2 separate regions of the Hordeum vulgare genome follow, and region 2 is linked to region 1. Evidence: chromatin contacts called from public Hi-C data. All regions are on one chromosome and are shown on one strand. Each heading gives the region's core, a stretch centred on a gene start, on an enhancer-like site or on the middle of the called end of the contact. The rest is flanking DNA. Distances are from core to core; before and after follow the strand shown. Region 1 holds the start of LOC123430151. Region 2 has its middle 7.2 kb from the start of LOC123430152.

Region 1 (4,231 bases), core at 1,506-4,005:
TATTTTTTGTCTTTCCCTTCTCCATAAAAAAGGGCTTGGTGCCGTGGCGAATCGAACTCTGGACTTCAGCACTGATTAACACTCACTAACCACCACGCCAGTGAACGCTATTTGATTAATAATTTTCTTTTGCTTTTTATTTATTTTTTTATTTGGTTTTCGTTTTTTGCTTCTGTTTTTCGTTTTTTTCTTCTGTTTTTCGTTTTCTTTCCTTCGTGGCTCAAAGATTTTTTTATAGTTCATGAACTTTTTCTTCAAATCGATGATTTTTTTCAAATTCATCAAACTTTTGTCAAAATTGGTGAACTTTTTTTTATATTGAATTAAAGTTTTTAGAAATTTGATGAACTTTTTTCTCAAATTGAATGAATTTGTTTTAATTTGATGAACTATTTTTAAAATTGGATGAACTTTTTTCACATTCAATGATTTTGTAAAATTTGATGATTTTTTTTCAAATTTGATGAGTTTTTTTCAAAATTAATGATCTCTTTTTTAATTCGGTGAACTTTTTATAAATTTTGATGAACTTTTTTAAATTCGATGAACTTTTTCTAAAATTTTGATGAACTTTTTTTAAATTTCATTTTTTTTAAAACCGATTAAATTTTTCTAAATTTGATGATTTTTTTTTGAAAATTACGATGAATTTTTGTCAAATTCGTTGAACTTTTTTTGCAAACCGATTATTTTTTTTTGCAATTTGATGAACGTTTTTTAAAATCACTGAACTTTTTATAAAAGATAATGAACCTTTAGCAAATGTCATAAACATTTTTAAAATTTGATTATTATTAAATTAAAATTTGTCAACATTTTGCCCTTTTGAAGTATTTTTTTGCAAAATCAATGTACTTCGTTTTTTCAAAAATCAGTGAATCTTTTCAGAGCCTGCAGGGTCTTCAAACTATTTGATGGGCCGGCCCAACATGGTGCGCTGCAGGTGCCAGGAGGGCAAAACCGACGCCTGCAGCGCCGTATAGGAGTTCCCATAGAATCCCTCAAGGGATACCGTACGATGGGTGCCACCTAGCCAGATCTCGGAGGACATTTGAGAGCGTCCGTTTAAGGGTCGATGTTTGGAGGTGCCCAATAGGCCACGTCTCTTTATTTTTATTTTGCGGGGGGAGGCCAGGCTTGAGAATCCATAAAAAAGATTGTTTTATCTCACATGAGCGATTCGCGCTAAGTCCAATCAAAAGCATACATTTTATGATGGATGATGAGAAAATCATGTGATTTGAGTTATGGACAAGTAATTCACAGTTTACATGCATACTTAACCAACATCTTCAGCAGTCAGAGGCGCACGTACTATACCGAAACGCCCAATTTAATTTCAGATATTCAGTGTTGTATTACATATGCACATCTAAAGTCTGAAACCGAAATTCGATCGGTCCAACTTTTCTCCCCTACAATCTGTACAAAACAAATTAATGGTGGATTTCGGAGGATATTCGTCCTGCCCCCTTGGGTGAGTGTTTGTGTTTTAGTCGAATATATCTTGCAGCGTGCATGCCTAGTTTTTTATGGCAATGTTTCAGCAAGAGTTAGTGTTTCTAAAGAAGTTGGTGAACAAGAAGAATGTCCTTGCATCAAATGTTGTCCTGTGAATACAGGGAACGGTGCATTAATGTTGCCAACACATACATACAGACTAAACTATGCACAACAACCATGGGCGCGCGTCACCAGAGCAACAAGGTTACGGCGTTGAGTTAATTGCACCACCGGTCATGTCCTCTCCCTCGCCGTCTAATGGAACACTCGGATGTACAGCGGTTCTGCAGGAAGAGTGGTTCAATCAATGTAGCTAGCGTTCTCAGCTGGAGTGCTTCACTGAACAAGCCACTACCTGAGCCCACTGCCTTAGCCTTGTCTTGATAAGCTGCGGGTTCTCGCCGGCTGCATCGGTCAAAGGACCAAACAACCGACCACATAACATAAGCTGATGATTCATTCGGAATCTAGGAAGAAATTAACAAGGAAACGTACAATGTTACTGACCTGGACTGCAAATTTTCAAGGAGTCAAGGAGGGAGGGCTGAGCGGTAGGGCTACCGGCCGGGCTCGGCGTGCCGGAGTGCATGGATGACGAGGATGTCGCCACACAAAGGGATGGCAGCGAACGGCTGCACACCCGCATCTTGGGCTCCGACAGCTGCCGGTTCACGGCGAAATACAGGTCGAGGGCGGGGAGCGTGTCGCAGAGGTTCTGGCCTCCGCTCTCCTCGTTGAAGCCGAAGCCAAGCTCCATGGATCCCTTGAGCTCGTCCAGGTCCTCGTCGGTAACACCATTGGCATTGGTGTGCATGTTAACGCGGTCGGCGTCGTACAGGCCCATGCTGCTCCTCTGCCGTTGTATCTGCCGCCGTCGCTTCTCCCACTTGACCTCCCGGGTGGTCTCCTTCATGGACAGCTGCTTCGACAGCATCCTCTTCTTGTTGGTGTTGTCGGCAGCGGCCGGGTGCGTCCGCGTGACCGCTGGCTCTTGCTCCCTACCAATGAAGAGCGACAATGGTGGTGGACGTGGAACGCTGCGCTTGTGTTCTCTGCCGCTGTTGGCCATTTCTTGTGCAATTGTTTCTCTGTAACGGTGTAATGTGTGTTGGCTATCGAATGCGCCGAGGTTAACGTTGCCTTCCCTCCTCCAAATGGGTGGGCAGATTGCCGCGTCGCAGCAGCTGCCGTATCACGACAGCTGCGGCAGGAGGAAGGAGAGCGGGAATGTTGGGAAGACAAAAAGGGGAGGTGATGCTCCTCTCATATGAAGGTGGGGGGAGGAGAACAACAACCCAAAAATAGGAGTATAACCCCGTTTCATTGACCGAGATGCCTCTTCTACAAAATCGAAATGCTAACCATGCCGGATGGTTGTTGCTAACGGTAGGCCACCCGTGCCATTCGGCTGACTACTTACAGGTCGTAGACCAAGAGGATGCTATTTTAATTTTTATAAGGCTAATCTCGGAACTAGGTATGGATGAAATCTTCCCCTCAAAAAGAAAGGTATGGATGATTATTATTATTTTTTTTTTGCGGGGAAGACATGGAAGAAATCTAACCCAAGTAAAATTCCAAGAGTGCGTATGAGTAAAAAACATAATAAACAAGCAAAGGTTTACTTATCCGTTGATAGAAAAGAGCAGCCAAAAAAATGTAAGTTAACGTCAAACCACGTAGAAAATAGAAAACCAAAAAATCAAGCGTAGGTATAAAGGCACCTTCAAAGCCAACCCACAAATTTTCTCCTTATATGTTCGTGGACATACCGGTCTATGAACACGGATGTAGAAGAACTACATCCAACGCTAATCGTGTACATCCGGCCAATAACTCGAATCAATCGGACAAAATTGATGCACACGATGAATTTTATTTAAGTTCGGATACAATTTACATAAAACGATCGATATTTCGACCGATTAAGTAAAAAACTAGAAAAAACTTAAACCCTATACCGGACGACCACCTCATACGCCGCATCGGTGTCGTCATCGTCGTGGTCCCTTCAGTGCCGGAACCGCTGGAGGGCCGCGACAACCTTGTTCGACGGCTACCTGCCGCTTGCGGACGAGCCGCTCCGCCTCCTGCCGCGCCATGCGGAGTGTCGTCGCACCGAGTGTCGATGTGGCCTTCGGAGCCCTGCCTTGCCGCGACCAGCATTGGCGGAGCAGTCGCTAAGTGAGCACGCCTCGCCTATCTTGGCGAGCTCGCCGTCAAGGCGGTGGCGACGACTCGCAGACGTCTTTGCTGTTGTCACGGAACGGTCGAGTGCCCAAGCCGCGACAAGGTGCGGGTCATTACGGACCCATTTCGGCGCCATGTTCATCTTGGCGAACGTGGTGCAGCGACCGTGCACTGGACCTCGGACACCACAACCCGAGAGCCGGAGGAACCACCGAAACCTTGGCCTCGCGATGCGGCCACGTGCCTTGTCGGTCGCGAACGGCACCTCCTTCTTTATCTGGGGGCGGCAGCGTCGAGGTGGCGACGATGGCCCGTCGATCGGGGCACAGCGGCTGTGCCAGCAGGGGCGTCGCCAATTCCAGCTTCATGCAGCGGAGGCACCGGGGGCACACGAGCTACTTCTTCAGGCGACCGCCGATGAGGACGCTACGGTTAGGCGGTGGGTGATGAGGTGACCTACGAGAGGTAGCGTCACGGACCGGACATTAAGGGCCCACCTATGGTCCCACATCGTCATTAACTCTTTGGACTATAGATG
Region 2 (4,225 bases), core at 1,425-3,924, 140 kb before region 1:
CCATCTAGGTCCACAAGCCTATCGCCGTCTAGGGTCACTCGAACCCAAGGATGATCTCTACGTCGAATGCTCGGTGGGGTAATAAAAACCCTTATGTGCCAACTCAATGGACTCCCGGTTTATTGATTCCGACCATCAGCGATTATCAAGGGGTTACATCGAGTAATCCTGGACATGAAAGCGATGATGATACATTTTATTCATCAACGTGACGTTCCAATATTTATAACATGCTAGGATATGTTTTACATAGCGATTAAGAGTAAACAACAATTAATCTACATCAATAAAGCATATAATAGAAGCATGTACACTAAGATAGCATGTTAAGCGCATCCAAGACGTGGAAAATTAGCCCTAAAATCAAAATTTTGAGCCCTTTTTAGGCTTAAAATACGTTTTAAATGAAAAACTGACTGTTTCAGGCCCAAAATGGGCTGCCAGCCTGGTGCACTCACCAACTAGCCCGACTCCGCCCTCTTTTTTCTTTTTTATAAACAGAGGGCCAAAAAAGCAAGGGCCCAGCCGCTACAGCCCATCAGGTCGGCCTCGCCAGCCAACACGCGGCTCACCGGGACGCTAGGTTTTCCTAGCGCCCGAGTGGGGTGGTGGCGGCTGCACCTGGTCAAGGCCGAGGCGCGCTGGTGTGCTGGCGTCGCGGCGAGGCGAGGGGCACAGTGGTCGACCGGCCAGCAGGGCGCGGCGACCTGGCGCACGACCGGGTAGTCACCAGGGACAGCAGCAGGAGTGGCCGGCGCGCGCGGCTGGCGTGTCCGGCGGGCGCAGGGGGCGCATCTAGCTACGACGTTGGCAGGAAGCGGTGGTGGTGGGGGTGGCCGGCAGCCAGCGCAGCACGCGCGACCGAGGCAGCGACGAGCACAGCCGAGGCGGTCGGGCGGCTGGTCGGCCAGCAGGACGTGACGAGCGATGGACGTGTCCGGTGCGGCCAGCGGCGGGAGTGTTCGGGCGCTCGGGGCCTGCAGCAGGCGGGGTCGGGGGCGGCTCCGATGCCAGTAGGGCCAGGGCACCGGCGCGGCAGGAATGAGCGACGGGCGTGGCCGGGCGCTCGTGGCCAGGCGCGGCCGGTGTAGCGGGCCTGGCCAGGCGCGGCGGGCACGACGAGGTGCGGCATTGGCCTGTGGCTGGTGCGGTCGGCGCGACGGACGAAGCAGTAGGCGCGCAGCGACTGCGGGCACGACCGGGGCCAGACGGGCGGGCGTGGCCGGGACCAGCCAGCCGAGGTCTCCAGCAGCGGGAGCTGCCTGGCGCGGCGGCCAGCACGACCATGGTGACGACGACGGCTGTGTGCGTCGGCTCGGGAAGATGAGAATATCTTTGAAAAGTGCCGACCAGCGAGACGACACGTGCACACAACTGATGCATCGTGGCAGTGTCGTGCTCGTCGGGAGCATGAGCACCATCTTCCTATATGTAGTGACTCGAGATCGATTCACATTGGCGGACGACAACCAGTCCGCCGCGATCTCGCGGGAAAAACATACATCGTAGGTAAAACTAATCTGAAAAATTACAAAAATGGAATCACAATGATAATGGGAATCCATTTTTTGCAAAGAAAATTCGGATCCATACCTCCGCGAGAACGACGAAAGCCCTCTCGATGCAGGCTTGATGCGAGCTTGACGAAAAGTTGGTGGAGCGATGCGTGCTGATAACGTCTTTCACAACTCCTGCCGGCGAGTCCGGTCCAAGGTTGCGGAGCGAAAATAGCGTCGTAGTCGATTACGCGTACATACAAAAAGTAAAATTGACACAAAAAAGTAGAGGGAAGTCTTTCTTTATTCATCATTGATAAGTGTTCTGTACAATGGGGTGCTCTCCTCTTTATATAGCTATAAGGGGTGGCGGATAAGTATCCACTTTAATGTGGAGTGAAGAAACTTGGTCTATAATGAACCAATGACTTATTTCATACAAGGCCCAAGTTTTTCAGCAAGTATGCTTAACAATCGTTAGATTATTAATCCGACTATTAATATTCCTAATTGGATGTGCATTCTCGTGCCTTTTATAATACAGATAAAAGTCAACGATCAACTCGATGTGATTAACGGTCGCTGCTCCACCAGTCAATCTCCATAGAGTAAACGAACACATAGCTAGGCCGGCCCATTGACTTCCGTGCATCAGGACCAGTTAGATCAATTGGGTGTTGTATACGGAGAAACCCTATTAAGCGCCACAGGCGCCAGCTAAAGGCAAATTTTGTTAACCGGCGCCTGCAGCATTCCGTATGGTCCGGCCCATTTAGACATCAGGTCTGTGTTTTATCCCATGAACTTTTTTCGGAATCGATGATTTGTTTAAAAAATCGGTGAACTTTTTAAAAGTCATTGATTTTTTTTAAATCCATGAGCTTTTTGGAAAATCGGAAAACATAATTTAAAATTTGTAAACTTTTTTTCAAATTCAGTGACTGTTTTTAAAAACCGATGAACTTTTTTTTGAAAATCGATAAATTCTTTTTTGAATCCTGCGAACTTTTTGCAAATACATAAACATATTTCGGAAATCGGTGAACTTTTTTTATAGACATTGAACTATTTTCGCAAATCTGATTTTTTTTAATTCTATGAACACATTTAATATGAGCCGGCCCACGAGAAGGAGCATGCAGGCGCGGGTTTATCTAGCGGACGGTTAAGGCGCCGCATAGGACCTGCCTTGTATAGGTGCTATCCAGTTCTGTGAAGTGCATGGATAAATCCAGATACATACATACCCACTTTTAAAAATATATTTTTAAATGCTAAAAGATATGAAAAAGGTTACACGGGTACTTCTCCATGTTTGACGTACACGTATAAAGTTGCACGGAAAAATATCTTTTTGTAGCCTGTGCAGAAAAAACAAAAGATTGTCTCGTGAAATGCTATTTAGAAGCATTGACATTTGTGTTTTCTGCATAGACAAAAAAAACAATATTTCTTCACAAAACTGTGCACACACGTTTAAGAACATGTATGCATGAAATTTTCTGTTGTTTTTTACATTTTTAAACGAGATTAAAATGCATCTTTTGAAAATTGGGTGCATTTTTCCATGGTCATGGATGCCCCCTCATCTAGTTCTCCCCTGTATATACTTTGGGTCACAGTGGTCCCATTGATAGGAAACTCTTAGAGAAATGCTTCCTCCTAAACTAATATAAAAGTATTTAAAACATTAATCTAATTCTTTTATATTAGTTTACAAAGGGAGTAGTTAGTTAGCGTCGCACGTGAAATAACAGATATCGACATTACTTTTGCAAAATAGTTTGGGCGTCATGAAAAAGGCAAGCGCCAAGAGTTAAATATAGTAATGGCGATTTTAGCAAACACCCTGTAACTTTTACTAAATATCACAAGCGTTTCCCTAGCGAGCAACGCCTCTGGTTCTTGATGTTGCAACGACGAGGATCTTGTCCATCCATGTTGCACTAGAGGAGGAAAATATTTATGGCGTTGGCTGTTGGGTGAAAGCCTTTGCTAACTTACCCATCAAATTCGAAAGAAATCTCATAATGCTTGAATATATTAATGCAAAGTAAACTTTTGGCATATGAACATGTGCAAAACAAAGTTAAACTAGACTATATAGACATATATAACTTACATTACTTGCATAGATCGGCCGCCAAAATATACCACGTTTGCCAAATTTGATCATCAACTTTCACGTCATCGTCATATCTCCAAAATGTGGGACCCGGATTTAGAAAGCATAGGCTTCTGGACACCTCTTATCATTATCCTCCAATCTTGCTTTGAGATTTGTGTTACACAACTAACTTACTATATGGAATTTTTTCTTTTTTGTTTCTTCAAAACAAAACAACATATGAACTTCAAACTTTGAAGTACAACAAATCATTCTAACTACAATGTAGGAAAACACTTTCACATTTTTTGGTCCGACATAAATATACAAAATGAGATTTTTTTAGTAGAAGATATTGTTTTCAGTATATATGTTTCATAAAAAAATCTGAAAGTTTTTTCCCACATTCTAGTTAGAATATTTCGTTGTCCTCCAAAGTTTGAAGTTCATATGTTATTTTATTTGGAAGAAACAAAAAAAGACGGTGCTTGCACGAATTGCGATGCAGAAATGAATGGCGAGATAAGGGGATGTAGGAAAGCATGTGCTTTCTAAAATGTTAACCCCAAAATGTGCCACAACTAGCTAGTTGCATGCTTTAGAGCGGTGAAGGAGACCGCAA

What was found. A called contact is a pair of places that touch in the nucleus more often than the background predicts.
Region 2: a Hi-C map of seedling shows a contact between it and region 1, with 3 times the contacts expected there. The contact joins the enhancer-like site here to the promoter of LOC123430151 in region 1. A contact is called at or near these places in 3 of 6 Hi-C or Micro-C datasets (leaf and seedling).

The regions. Positions count from the first base shown.
Region 1 is chr2H:395,664,838-395,669,068 of MorexV3_pseudomolecules_assembly, reverse strand. It overlaps LOC123430151, which reads right to left and starts at 2,755. Exons shown (of 2, transcript XM_045114051.1): 1 at 2,011-2,755; 2 at 1,576-1,908. The coding sequence starts at 2,572. The coding sequence ends at 1,826.
Region 2 is chr2H:395,800,895-395,805,119 of MorexV3_pseudomolecules_assembly, reverse strand. No RefSeq gene overlaps it. Among protein-coding and RNA genes, the nearest start is that of LOC123430152, 7.2 kb to the left of the region's middle. Within about 2 kb of position 2,674, at least 3 of the 3 cell types and tissues checked have open chromatin away from gene starts, as enhancers often do. A contact at or near this core is called in leaf and seedling, where this site is marked.